2 separate regions of the Mus musculus genome follow, and region 2 is linked to region 1. The links are chromatin contacts, called in public ChIA-PET maps. All regions are on one chromosome and are shown on one strand. Each heading gives the region's core, a stretch centred on a gene start, on an enhancer-like site or on the middle of the called end of the contact. The rest is flanking DNA. Distances are from core to core; before and after follow the strand shown. Region 1 has its middle 53 kb from the start of Ccdc167. Region 2 overlaps Zfand3 (zinc finger, AN1-type domain 3).

Region 1 (6,133 bases), core at 2,013-4,512:
TAACAGAAGCCAATCCAGGGGTGGACTTCTCCACATATGTTGGCCAACTCTTCCCCGGGACTCTCTTTTATCCTCGAATTTAGCAGGGAGAGCCTAGATTAGGGCCAACACACCAGGGTGCCCAGTATATCCCAGAGTTAAGACCACCTCACTGGTCTCCCCTCACCATGGCCCCCAAAGTATGTTCTGCGTTTCCTTGGATCTTGAGGTAGTGACTGAACATGGGGCTGCTGTATGGATTTGTTGAGGGCTCACCCCCCCACACAAATTAGGGCCCCTTTCCCACACCCACCTGGTGCCACACCCACTTTTTTCTTGCTGACCTGGGAGGGTTTTGACTGTGGTCTGGAAGAACAGGTGGTTTAAGGAGCTCCCCACTGCTAGAGTATGGGGCTCTTGTCCTCTCTAACTCTTGGGTTTGTCAGTTTGTCATTCTGTAACTGGGAGTTGCTCCTTTGTAGCTGTTGGTCTGGATTGTCATTCTGTAGCTGGGAGTTGCAGCTGTCTGTCTGCAGCAGATCTGCAGGTGCATGGACGGCTGGGGGGTGGGAATGGCGGAAGAGTATTGCAGGAACAGCTTGGGTTTTTGCTTAGGCCTGGGTTCTGGAGAGGCAGAGATTTGCTTCCCTTTCCAGCCTGGCATTCCTTTGCTCCCATACAGAATAGGGTCTGCTTCCTGTCTGTCTTACTTCTCCCTACAACCATCTGGCTAGAGCACTATTAAAATTCCTTCCCACAGGGAGATCGCCACTCCTCTGAAGGTCTAATAACAAGCTGAGGCACAGTTCCCCCAAAGTTCACTCCGGGAAAGCCAAGGAGTTTACTAGGTTCCTTCCAGAGCATACTTGAGGGGTTACTAACAGGGACCTCCCCTCCCTAAGATGCCACACCAGAAAGTCTTTACCCATCAGGAACTGCGGGCCGACTTCCCACAGCAGCACTAATTGTTCAAGTTCCACTTCCCTAGTCTTCCCTAGCCTGTGTACACTCTAGCTCTGTCCCAAGGCCACATACAGTTAGAACAGAATTACGTACAACGGGCCAAATACTCAGGCGAGGGTCTCATGACCCTCCCCAACCCCTGTGGGGGGCACAAACAGCAAATCCAGCTGGGATGAGCCTTTATAAGCAGGTATAGCTGAACTCCTCAAGATGGTGAGTGATTGGCTCAGAGGACAGTCACACACAAGCAGGCCCTAGAGTTGAGGCATAAGCAGTTGGGGTACCACACAGCTCAGACCCCAGCCGACTCCTCCAACAGAAAGATCTCCAAGGAAACCCCTGCTTGTGCCTCAAGCAGACCCCCAGCCTCAAATCTCTGCTGCTTGCTTGGAAAGGGCCACACCTCCTCTCTACTTTTCAGTTCATCCTAGGGCTGACGAGATGGCTCAGTGGGTACAGGAGCTTGCAGGCAAGCATCACAATTTGAGTTCAGCCTGCAGAACCCGTGAAAACTGGCTCCCTCGAGTTGTCCTCTGGCCCCCACATGCTGTCTGTCTGCGTTACCGAGTCTTTCTGCTGCACTATATGATTTATTATTATTTTTAAAGATTTATTTATTTATTATGTGTAAGTATACTGTAGCTGTCTTCAGACAACCCAGAAGAGGGCGTCAGATCTCATTACGGATGGTTGTGAGCCATCATGTGGTTGCTGGGATTTGAACTCACAACCTTCAGAAGAGCAGTTGGTGCTCTTAACCGCTGAGCCATCTCTCCAGCCTTCGTCGTGTTTGCGTGCACACGTGCATGGGGCCCAGGTATTCGGTGAGTTACCCCATTGCTCCCCACTTGGTTTTGGGAGAGAAGCTCTCTGGCTCTCTGGGAAGTTCACCAGTTTGGCCAGCCTGGTCCTCATGCCTCTGGCCCTGCCCAACGCTGGGATTGGAGATGTTCATGCTCGCTGGGGATTCGGGCTCGGGCCTTCCTGCCTGTGCGGCAGACACTTTACCCACTGAGATGTCTCCCCTGCCTCTGCACTCTGCGTCTTGGCTCTCTTTGTCCCTGCCTGCTCTGTTTGCACCCCCACATCTTCTGGGTCTCACCCCCTTGCCCTTCTAGCTGAGACAGCCCCTCTGTTTGTCACCAGCTCGTGCTTAGAGAGCTCACAAGGCAAGTGAAGAGAAAGGGAGGGGATTCTAACACCCCAGCCAGAAACCTGAAGCAAGTGTCGGTGGTGCAGTATCACTGCATAAACACACAGCTGTCCCCTTTACCTCCTCCTGGCAGAAGGGGAGGACCACAGGGGAGGACCACCAGGGAAGGGAGACTGGAAGAATGAACCCAGAGCAGAGATGAATGGTGGGGCCCCGAGAACCAGGCAGAAGAGCTGAAGGCAGCAGTCAGGACAAAATGTGGGTGCAGGTGTCCATGACAGCAGGCACCTCGCTAGGGACTTTCGACATTGATGGCTGGGCAAAGGGAGTTGACATAAGTCTATGACCATGGGATGTGTGTGTGTGAGTGCGCGAGTCTGTGTGTGTGCATGTGTATGTGTGTATGAGAGAAAAGAGAGAGCCTGTGTGTGCATGCATGCATGCATGTAAGTACACATACATAAGCCAATTATATGTAGGCATGACAGTCATTGATACAATTTGCTGAGAACTCGCTGGGGCTCCCAGCCTCTAGGTAGCACTTCCTGACTACCCCTGTGGTTGGAAGGGCCATGTGACCAGTTCTGGCCAATCAGCATTCTTAGCCAGTAGAATTTACTTTTGTGTCTCAGAGGCATGCAAGATCATGTCTCCTCCCCCCCCACTTCCCGCCCCGGCCCCGCAGGTGTGAGCTGTAGCATTTCCGACAGCCTGCCTGGGTCCTGGGGCTGTTTATGATGAGCCAAGCCCAGGAGGGCCTGAAGCGTGAGCCAGAACTGAACTTGGCGGTTTGATCTGACTCCTTACTGCAGTGTAACTTGGCCTACCCTGTCTGATACAAGATCTCATATGTTTACTTAATCATGTACGTGTACCCAACGTGTATGAGGAAGAGTACAAATCTCTGTGTCCTTTAGATTTTATTTAAAATTTCATGTTTGTGTGTGCGTCTGTGCTGTTGGGAGTCACCTTTCCCTCCACCGGGTAGGTCCTGGAGATTGAACTCAAGTCATGCCGGTTCAGGACTTGGCGGCATGTATCTTTAAATCTTTATCTGATAAACCACCTTTCCCTCTGCTGTGTTTCTGACACACACACCCAGCCTTGAGCAAACCGAAGACATCCCCTCCTCCCACCCCCTCACACCTCTCTTCACAGTGAAACATGGGGGTGCGTGTGGCTCTAACTCCAGCAGCCTTGCCTCTGCAGCTGCTCTCACTTCCCCGAGGGAGCCTAAGGTGGCTTTTTCACCGACTTCCGGTTCCATTTCTGATCCCCATATTGCTGGCAGAATGATTCACTCTGGGGTGGGGATGGCGACCTGAACTGGGGCCACTTAGAACTTTGCTGTTGGGACCATCAGGGAAGCACAGGTCTTCCCTTTGGGATGAGAGGGGGCAGGTCTTACCAGGGAGGGGTGCGCAGTCAGGTAGATGGATGCTGAGAGGAAGAGACCACAGGGTGTTGGCCTTGGCGATGCCCGATCTTACTAATGATGCTGCCTGTGGTCACTGTAAGATCCTACCTGGGCTAGGATCTTACTGTTTGATTGATTGATATTGATTGCTTGATTGGGACAGGGTATCACGTGTCTCAAGCAGGCCTGGAACTCACTAGGTGGCTGAAGATGACCTTGAACTTCTGATTCACTTGCCTCGAGTTCCTAAATGCTGGGACTACAGATGTAATCCCACGCCGGTAGTTTGTGCAGTATGGCAGATTGAACCCAAGCCTTGTGAATGCTGGTCCCCTACCAACTGGGTTCAGAGCCGGTCTGGGGTGGATGTGCTGGGGAGAGCTGGCATCTGCCAGGACCATGTCCTGAACCAGCACAAGTTGCATCTTTGTGGCTGGCCCTGACCATTGAAGTAAGTCCCTCTTCCCTGCCTGACACAGACTAAGAGGAAAAGATTCCTCCCCTCCATTTTTCTTGGATCTGAAAAACCAGAAGTCCCTCTCAAGGGGCCAGAGAGATAACTTTGTGGGTAAAGGCACCTGTCGCCAAGCCTGACAGCCTAAGTCAAGTCCCAGGAACCACATAATGGAAGGGCAGAACCAACTCCTACAAAGTTGTCTTTGTTCCTCCAAGCCCATGTCTTAGCAGGCAGGCAGGCAGGCAGGCAGGCACAGACAGAGAGGCAGACACACACACACACACACACACACACACACACACACACACAAATGTAATAAACACATTGTTAGATCCCCTTCAGAGTCTATCCACATCTTTTCTAGTTTTAAGGGACGCTACTACTCCAACGGATTGCATGCCGGGGAGGGGGCACCCCTCTTTAAACTTTAGCTGGACAGTTAGCATCCCTCGCCGGTTTCTCTCCTCCCAGCCCACACCCTCATTAAACTGTCCTTGAATGACTCAGATGGAACGACCCCTGCTTCCTGCCAAACTGGATCATTAATAAGATGTCTAGTAGGCATGACGTACTGTTGCCAACTTCACAGGCACCTTCAGCGCTTCTCATAGATGCTCTCAGCTGCTCCACATCTGCCTCTGCTGCCTCCTGTGTCCTGTCTGTGACCTCACACTCCCCACTCCCACTGCGGTACTTCTCCCAGGGACATAGCCACCCTATCAGGTTCTTCCCACTGCCTCTTCTGATCCAGGCCCAGTTCTTTCTCCTGGCCAGTCAGCTCTGGTCCCCACAGGGTCTTTAGCCACAGTGGAGGCTGGGAGTCCAGCCTTGGCCCATAGACTCTGGTCAGAATTTCCAACTGCTCCTGGAAGCGAGGTTGGGTATTCTTGTTTTTTTGTTTTGTTTTGTTTGTTTGTTTGTTTGTAATTTTTTTTTGAGACAGGGTTACTCTGTGTCGCCCTGGCTGTCCTGAGCTGACTCTGTAGACCAGGCTGGCCTCCAACTCAGAAATCCACCTGCCTCTGCCTCCCAAGTTCTGGGATTAAAGGCGTGAGCCACCACTGCCCATCGAGACTGGGTATTCTTTTTGTTTTTTTGTTTTTATTTTTCTTTAAAGATTTATTTATTTATTATATGTGAGTACACTATATCTGTCTTCAGACACCCCAGAAGAGGGCATCAAATCTCATTATGGATGGTTGTGAGCCACCATGTGGTTGCTGGGATTTGAACATTTGGAAGAGCAGTCAGTGCTCTTAGCTGCAGAGCCATCTCTCCAGCCCCCGAGGCTGGGTAGTCTTGAACGCCTCAAACATAGCACATTCCAAGTTGAAACTCCTTCCCTAAGCCCACTCTCCCTCCATGTGACCTTTCAGAGTGTGAAATAGCCATTTGCCCCCGCACAGAATGCTGTCTGGACGTCCATTTTGCCATCTGTTTCCTTCCTCCCGGGTCCTGTCCAGCCTCAGCATACTGTCATGGCTCTCTGCCATCCACCTTCACCATGCAAGGCTCCTTGAGTGACTCCCAGGCTCTCACACTCTCTGAAACCACCCTCCTCATTCCACATCTGAGCCTGAGACTCCCCTGCTCAAAACCATCCCAAGACAAACTGGACCTGCTGTGATCTGCCCCAGTGTCCCTCTCTCATGCTGACTCCTCCAGGGCTCTCACCCTGGGAGCATGGAGCTGCCTCCAATGCCCCACTCCGCATCACTCTGCCTTGGCTGACCCAGCCTTTCTGAACTTTGGCCCATCCTGGTCAACTTTGGTCAGTCTGTCTGTCCGACTATCCCTCCCTTTTCCCCTCCCCCTCTGTGCTTGTTTTCCTGTTGCTTTCTCTTCCTTCCTTCTTTCCTTCCTTCCTTCCTTCCTTCCTTCCTTCCTTCCTTCCTATCTTCTTTCTTTCTTTCTTTCTTTCTTTCTTTCTTTCTTTCTTTCTTTCTTTCTCTCTCTCTCTCCCTCTTTCTGTCTTTCTCTCTTTCTTTAGACAGGCTTTCACTATGTAGACCAGGCTGGCTTCAAGCTCATAGAGATTGGCAGGTGCCACCATGCCTGGTGTCTTGCTTGTGGCTTAAAGCTACTTTGCTGGCATTTCCTTCAGGTAGGAGCAGGTGTGCCAGTTGGTTTGCTTCGCTCTCAAGACATATAAGAGGGCTGTGAC
Region 2 (6,133 bases), core at 2,248-4,747, 430 kb after region 1:
GTGCTGCTCTCCTGGCTGCCTGCTTGGATTCCTCTAGGAGAGGGTGGGCTGTGCTGTGTGGCGATTTCCTTGAGGATACATGGAGTGTTTTGAAGATATGAACTGCCCTGGAAGGTGTTAGAGGGAAACATATTTACTACTGAAAGGGAGGACTCAACATAGTTGAACTTAAAACAGAATACTTCTCCACTGCAGAATAATCATTCTCTGTATATATTCCCGATCTTTTCTTCCATTCCCCTTCCATTCTGTACAGGTTATTAACTGCTGACAAGAAATTCACATCTCATAAATAATGCTTAAGAGCCATTGCTATATAAATTGAATGTGTTATGAATTGTGATGGGCCTTTTTGTAGCATTCAGTGCCTAGAGCAGGAAGAAGAGAGGATGTCATTTTCATTAATTTCTAATGAGGTGCCAATTAAAGGCAGAGAAGACGTTCCAAAGGGAAGAGTGGCCAAGCTCCCCAGAATCCTCCGCCCCGGGGCTGTCATCCAAGCACTGCCAGCAAAGCCTTCTCTAAAAATTCCATTAAATTACAGTCTCATCGAGAGCACACAGACATTCAGCTTCCCTTTGATCTTCAGAAGAGCAATTTGTAAGGCGAGTTCCGAGCCTTCTCACACAGGACAGCTGTGCTGATAGGAATTGTTAATTGCCAGGATGACGTTCCCTGGGCTTTTGCAATAAGTAGGTGGGTTTGAAGATGATTTCTTTTGTCTCACGGTGACTGAGATAACCTTTTGTCAACAGTCCCAAAAGAACCCCCTTCTCCTGCGCAGTCTTCCCAGGTACCAGTTAGACAAGGCATGTAGGACATGTGGTGTGGGTAGGCTGGTCCTCTGACCTAGAGCGTCTTCCAAAGTCCAGGTCTCGGGACAGAAGACAGCCACACAGAGCAGGCTTGCTTGTTGAGTTTCTGCTTGACAGGGTGGCAGAATTGGTCATTGCAAGTCTTGTCTCCTAAGGCCATCTAGAGGATGTTCTGAGTCTGGGCCATGCACAGCACCTAATGCTGTGCCCTCTGCATAGCATTGCTTCTCAAGAGCACAGAATTGCCTGTCAAGGACTAGTGTAAGGTCTTGTGTACATGTTTGTATGTTTTTAGTGTGTGGCAACTTAGTGGGCTTCACACAGGACCAGAGGCACTTTTATGACCTCATGGTAATCTCACGTTCTTGACTGTTTTCAGAGTAAGTTTTCTGTTCGTGTCAGGGCCCATGGTGCTGGGGCTGGGCTCTGCATGGGGTGCGTGGGACTCTGTGGTGTGTTGTCTTCGTGGGCTGCTGTGGCCGCTCTGGGTCTGTCATTCACTGTCACTAACAGCTGTTCTGAGATGACCTTTCAAGGATTTTGTTAAGTTCTATGAGGAGCAAGAGATGTGGGATGTGCGAGCTCACAGACCAAAGGCTAAGTGTGGTGCCGTGAGAAGTTCCTGGGCAGTATGTTGGGACACGCTTGCCCCCAGAGATTCAGTGAAGCGAGTCCCGCGTGACCGTTACTACCACTCTGCACACCCTTCAGCCTTTAGGACTTTTCATGCAAGCAGTTGAACAGCAGGCCTGGTCTTGTTTTCAGCTCTATTTGGAAATAACATTTTGTCTCAGGCCATTATCTGAGAGCTGCTTGTGTTCACCTCGGCTTTGTCGTCCTCTGAAGTGTTCCCTGGGGCCACAGACAGACACTGTTGTGTAAAGCCAGTCCCTGCAGCACACTCCAGCTTTAGGGAGCTCACTCCAGTGCTGCTGCCCTGGGTCCTCCGCCCATGGTTCGTGTGTGTGTGTGTGTGTGTGTGTGTGTGTGTGTGTGTGTGTGTGTGTGTGTGTGTGCGCGCGCGTGCGCGCGCGCTGATTTAGCAATGCTAAACTTCCAGAGTTGCTCTCCCCTTCGCTGCAAGCTCTTGTCCTTGATCAGGTGTTGTGCTTATTATCTTCAGTGTGGTTTAATCCAGAACATTCTTACCAACTTTCTGTTTTACAATTTCAATATTTTAAAATAAGGCCCTCTCTGTTGGACATGCACACACACATATACGCACACAAATGTCATGGGTTTTAAGGTCCAAGCGCCCTTCATCTGGGATCTGTTCACTTGTGCACTCTCTCTCAGCTGCTGTCCGTTGTGCTATGAGCTGTCCTGGAGCTTCACTCTGGAAGGCTCAGTGCTCTCCAGTCTCTCGCTGTTGATGCGGTTTGATTCGTGTGCACACTCGACTCTCCACCTCCGCTAGTGCACGCGGTTGTGCGTGCGGCATACTTTGGCAGTATTGTCCATGCTTTCATCAAAGCCTCCCGAGAGGCTGGGCACCGTGGCTTATGCTGTTAATCCCTGCACTTTGGAGACAGAGGCAGGAGATCTTGGAGTTTGCTAATCTGGTCTATACAGAGAATTCCAGGACAGCCAAGGCTACATAGGGAGACCCTGTCCCAAAAAAGCAAATGATGTCCTTGAGGTTTGGCATCTAGTTATGACTCTTGCCTGAACCAGTCTCATGTGACAGTTCAGAATGATTTGATTCCACAGTTTCTGTTTGGCACTGGCATTCTTTGAGTAGAGACACCTTTTTTTTTTTTAAACCTGTAGTTGCCATGGATCCCTCCCTCCCTCCCTCCCTCCCTCCCTCCCTCCCTCCCTCCCTCCCCTGACTCATGAGTCAGTGCTATAGATAATGTTTTCCATTACTCACATTGTTCCACATTTGGCCAATTGAAGTTCTTTCAGCCCCGCTCCTGTCTCCATTGAGGAGTTGAGGGAGGAGTGGGAGCATAACAGGATGTGTCCCTGTGTTTCCCTTCCTCCCCCCACTCCAAAACCAGCTACTTCTGCAAGGGTTGTAGGAGGGGTCCTATGCTGGGCCTGACAGGAAGGCACGCACACACGGAACAGCCTGTCGCCAGACAAGCCAGCACTGGAGTCGTTAGCAAGTTACAAGATGCCTTGAGAGGATGGGCGGGAGGGCTTCATCCCACCTGGAAGGCTGGACTGGCTTCTGCCCTTCAGGCCTTAAGGATGGGTATGGCTTAGATGGAGGAAAGGTGAACACTTGGGCAGTGTTTGTTGTGGGGGGGGGGTTGCAGCTGGGTAGAACTGGCATCAGGTCTAGTAGAAAGAAGAGGCTGCCCGTTCTCGGTTGAGGAGGTCGGATGTTAGCTCAGGGCAAGCACCGTCAGTGGGCAACATGATCTGACTTCTTTTTTTAAGTCAAGCACACAGCCGGAACTAACTGGCTGATGGCAATGGAGAGACCCACTCTGCAGGCCTCCTGCTTTTGAGTCTGGTAATGAAGGCCCACGTTTCCCCTACTCCTGAGGTAACACTAGGATGTGTGCTACCCATGGCTCAAGAGGAAGGTGAGTCTTGTCCACACTCCCAAAAGGGAAAAACTATCCTCTGGTGGGAATTAGCTTAGGTGAGAGAAGTCGCACTCCCCCCTCACTGTGCCGGCTCATACAAAATGGCCACTTCCCCTTCCTGTGCAAGAAGAGCTCTGGGCTAAAACCAAACAGCTGCCGAGTCCCTGTGCTGCTTGTCTGTCACAGCTAACGAAGTGTCAGACCTGCTCCCCTCCAGAGGTCCAGCCTGCCTGGGTGCCTGGCCAGGGCCATGTGGGCACAGCACAGGTGTGGGTGCTGCCCTGCCCAAGCCAAACAGCCCGTGGCAGAGGCTGCATTCATCATATACCAGACACCTGATCTCACCTCAGTGACTGTGTGTAGCTGCCGCCGCCTTAGCTCCTACCAGAGCCCAGACTGTTTATAGACAAATGGCGATATTCTGACATATACATTACTGATATTTTATAGATTTGATCTAGTAATAAACAATTTTGGTTAATTCTTTGTCCAGAATTTAAAAAATTTAAAAATGAATATACAATAACATTTTCCATTCCATAAAATTCTCCGTTTTGCAGTTCAGAAAGTTGAGGTAAATTCATTGAGGTTGTGTAGTCTTTACCGGTGGCTTTTTAGTCCGCCCTTCTAGAAGGACTCAGCCCCTCCAGCACATTCACCCCCTGCCCAGGGCTAGCCAACCACGGACCTGCTTTCTTTGGCAGTTTTGATTTTTCTAGAATTTTAGAGTTCGTGGATTCATAGTGTGTAGTCTTAGGTCTGTGCCACATGGCAGGCTCTGCGAGTCGTCTGTGTTGCTATCAGTCAGTCTTCCTCTGAGAATGCCACATTGAGAGGGTAGGCCGTGTTTACCAGCTGCAGTGAGTGCTACCTAGAAATCTTTAGGTGGAGTGTTGAGTGGTAAGTGAGCGTCTGACACTAGCCAGCACCAGCAGCTTTCCCGGCTGTGCCAGGTCACAGGTCGCCGGCACTGCTTCTCCGTGCTCTTGGCAACCTTCAGCACTGGGCTGCTCCTCTCCAGCTGTCCTAGCGAGTGCCTGTCCACCCAGTGGTAACTCTCTTCTTCTTGCACACACTGAGCATTTTCTCCATGGGCCTTCACTCTGCAGATATCCTGGTGAACTGTCGCTTCACCTTTCAAACATCACTCACTTTACGCACGCACATGTACACACACACACAGACACACACACACAGACCTGAGGCTGCACACTCCCACCCTGCAGCAGCTCCTGCTTTTGAGCCTGATAGTGAAGGCTTGGAGTTGCTGCCCTAAGCGTTTCCAGACGTCAAGCACAAGCCTCTCTCTGTTCACTTAGGTCTTACACTTACTCAGCCCTGTTTTATAGTTCTCAGAGTGTGTCTTCTGTGCAGCTGTCCCAAAGTACTTTGAATTTCTGATGGTACTGTGCTTAGAATCCCCAGTACCTCTTGTTAGATTGTTGTTCCCTCGGGAAGCACAGTAGTTTTTTTTTTGCAGCCTCTCTAGCTCCTGTTAGTGCCACCTTCCTAAGATGCTGCACACGCGTGGCATGTCACCTGTGAACACAGTCACGCTTCCTGGGGCTGTGGGCCTTCCTTCCATTCTTTTCTCCTCTTGTCGGGTAGATGCACAGAGAGGGCCGTAGGTTAAATGCTGAGCACACACTTGCCCTTGGTCCACCTACTGCACCTCCTGCACCCAGGCTTTTCTTCAGTCTTCGGCTGAAATTGTCTTTTCAGCATTAAGTACAATTTAAGGGTTAATTTCCCACCGCTGCCTTCACCCTGGCAAGAGCTAGTGCTTGTGTTTAAGGAGTGTGTCCAAGAGAGTGTGGGAGATGTGCACAGGGCTCAGCAGGGAAGCTGTGTGTGGCTTGTAGGTAGGTTTTCCATACCACAGCGTCACCGCCTGGATTTCCCTGTGGACTGTAGTGCTTACTGTGTCTGTTGACTGCCTGTGCAGTGTCCTTTCCTGCCCTCAGCTGGAGACTTCAGCATCAGTGCACCTCCCTGCCACCCTGTCCTGCCCTGCTGTCCACCTAGGACCCAGCCTGTCTTCGTGAATTCTTTGTGTGTTTCGGTGCCCTGGGTGCCCCTGGTTTAGGACACATGGCCTGAGTGTATTGAGTTATGTGCAGCAGGTTTCTTCTTTGCTTCCTGTGACCTGAAGCTGTTTTCCCCTCCATGCGTCTTGGTGCTCTTCAGCCACAGGATGTAGTAGTTTCTTTCCTCCTCTGCTCAGCCCCAGAATTTCTAGACCACAAATACCAAGCAGACGAGCAGTAAACACTGTTCACCCCTTGAGCCTGTCGCTGCTTTTGCTGGACGATGGCCCAACCCTGGAACATAATTCCTTGTTAGCTGAGATTTCAGTGCCATCTTTTCTCCTAGATGAGTATCAGTGAAGTTTGTGTCTAATTCTGGAAAGTACCGTTACTTAAGCAGGCCAAAGTCTGGATGAGGTCACACAACACAGGTCCTGGAGACAGATTCCAACAAGGCAGCCACTTCAGCTTCTCGTCTTGTTTGCCAGCAGGAGACAGAACACCACCCTGCGATAACAGCAGTGGAAACTGGTTTCTCTGAGCATCTTTTGGGGATGGGGCACAAGACAGGATTTCTCTCGCATAGCTTTGGAACTAGTTCTGTTGACCAGTGTAGCCTCAAACTCAGAGATCCACTTGCCGATGCCTCTCCAGTGCTGGGATTAAAGGTGTGCACCACCTCCCAGCCTCAGCCTGTCTGTTTGCTATGGTCTTGGGTTGTTGGCTCTCACGGTGCTGGGTGTTGTTGGCA

The links. ChIA-PET counts read pairs in DNA pulled down with a chosen protein or histone mark.
Region 2: an RNA polymerase II ChIA-PET map of memory CD8 T cells shows a contact between it and region 1, with 10 read pairs. The contact joins two enhancer-like sites. A contact is called at or near these places in 2 of 484 Hi-C or Micro-C datasets (both in embryonic stem cells) and 1 of 115 datasets of contacts at active chromatin or transcription factors (memory CD8 T cells).

What each region holds. Positions count from the first base shown.
Region 1 is chr17:29,766,594-29,772,726 of GRCm38.p6, forward strand. No RefSeq gene overlaps it. Among named protein-coding and RNA genes, the nearest start is that of Ccdc167, 53 kb to the left of the region's middle. Within about 2 kb of position 3,263, at least 83 of the 459 cell types and tissues checked have an H3K27ac peak or open chromatin away from gene starts, as enhancers often do. A contact at or near this core is called in memory CD8 T cells, where this site is marked.
Region 2 is chr17:30,194,329-30,200,461 of GRCm38.p6, forward strand. All of the region lies in intron 5 of Zfand3 (zinc finger, AN1-type domain 3), which reads left to right. Among named protein-coding and RNA genes, the nearest start is that of Zfand3, 190 kb to the left of the region's middle. Within about 2 kb of position 3,498, at least 107 of the 459 cell types and tissues checked have an H3K27ac peak or open chromatin away from gene starts, as enhancers often do. A contact at or near this core is called in memory CD8 T cells, where this site is marked.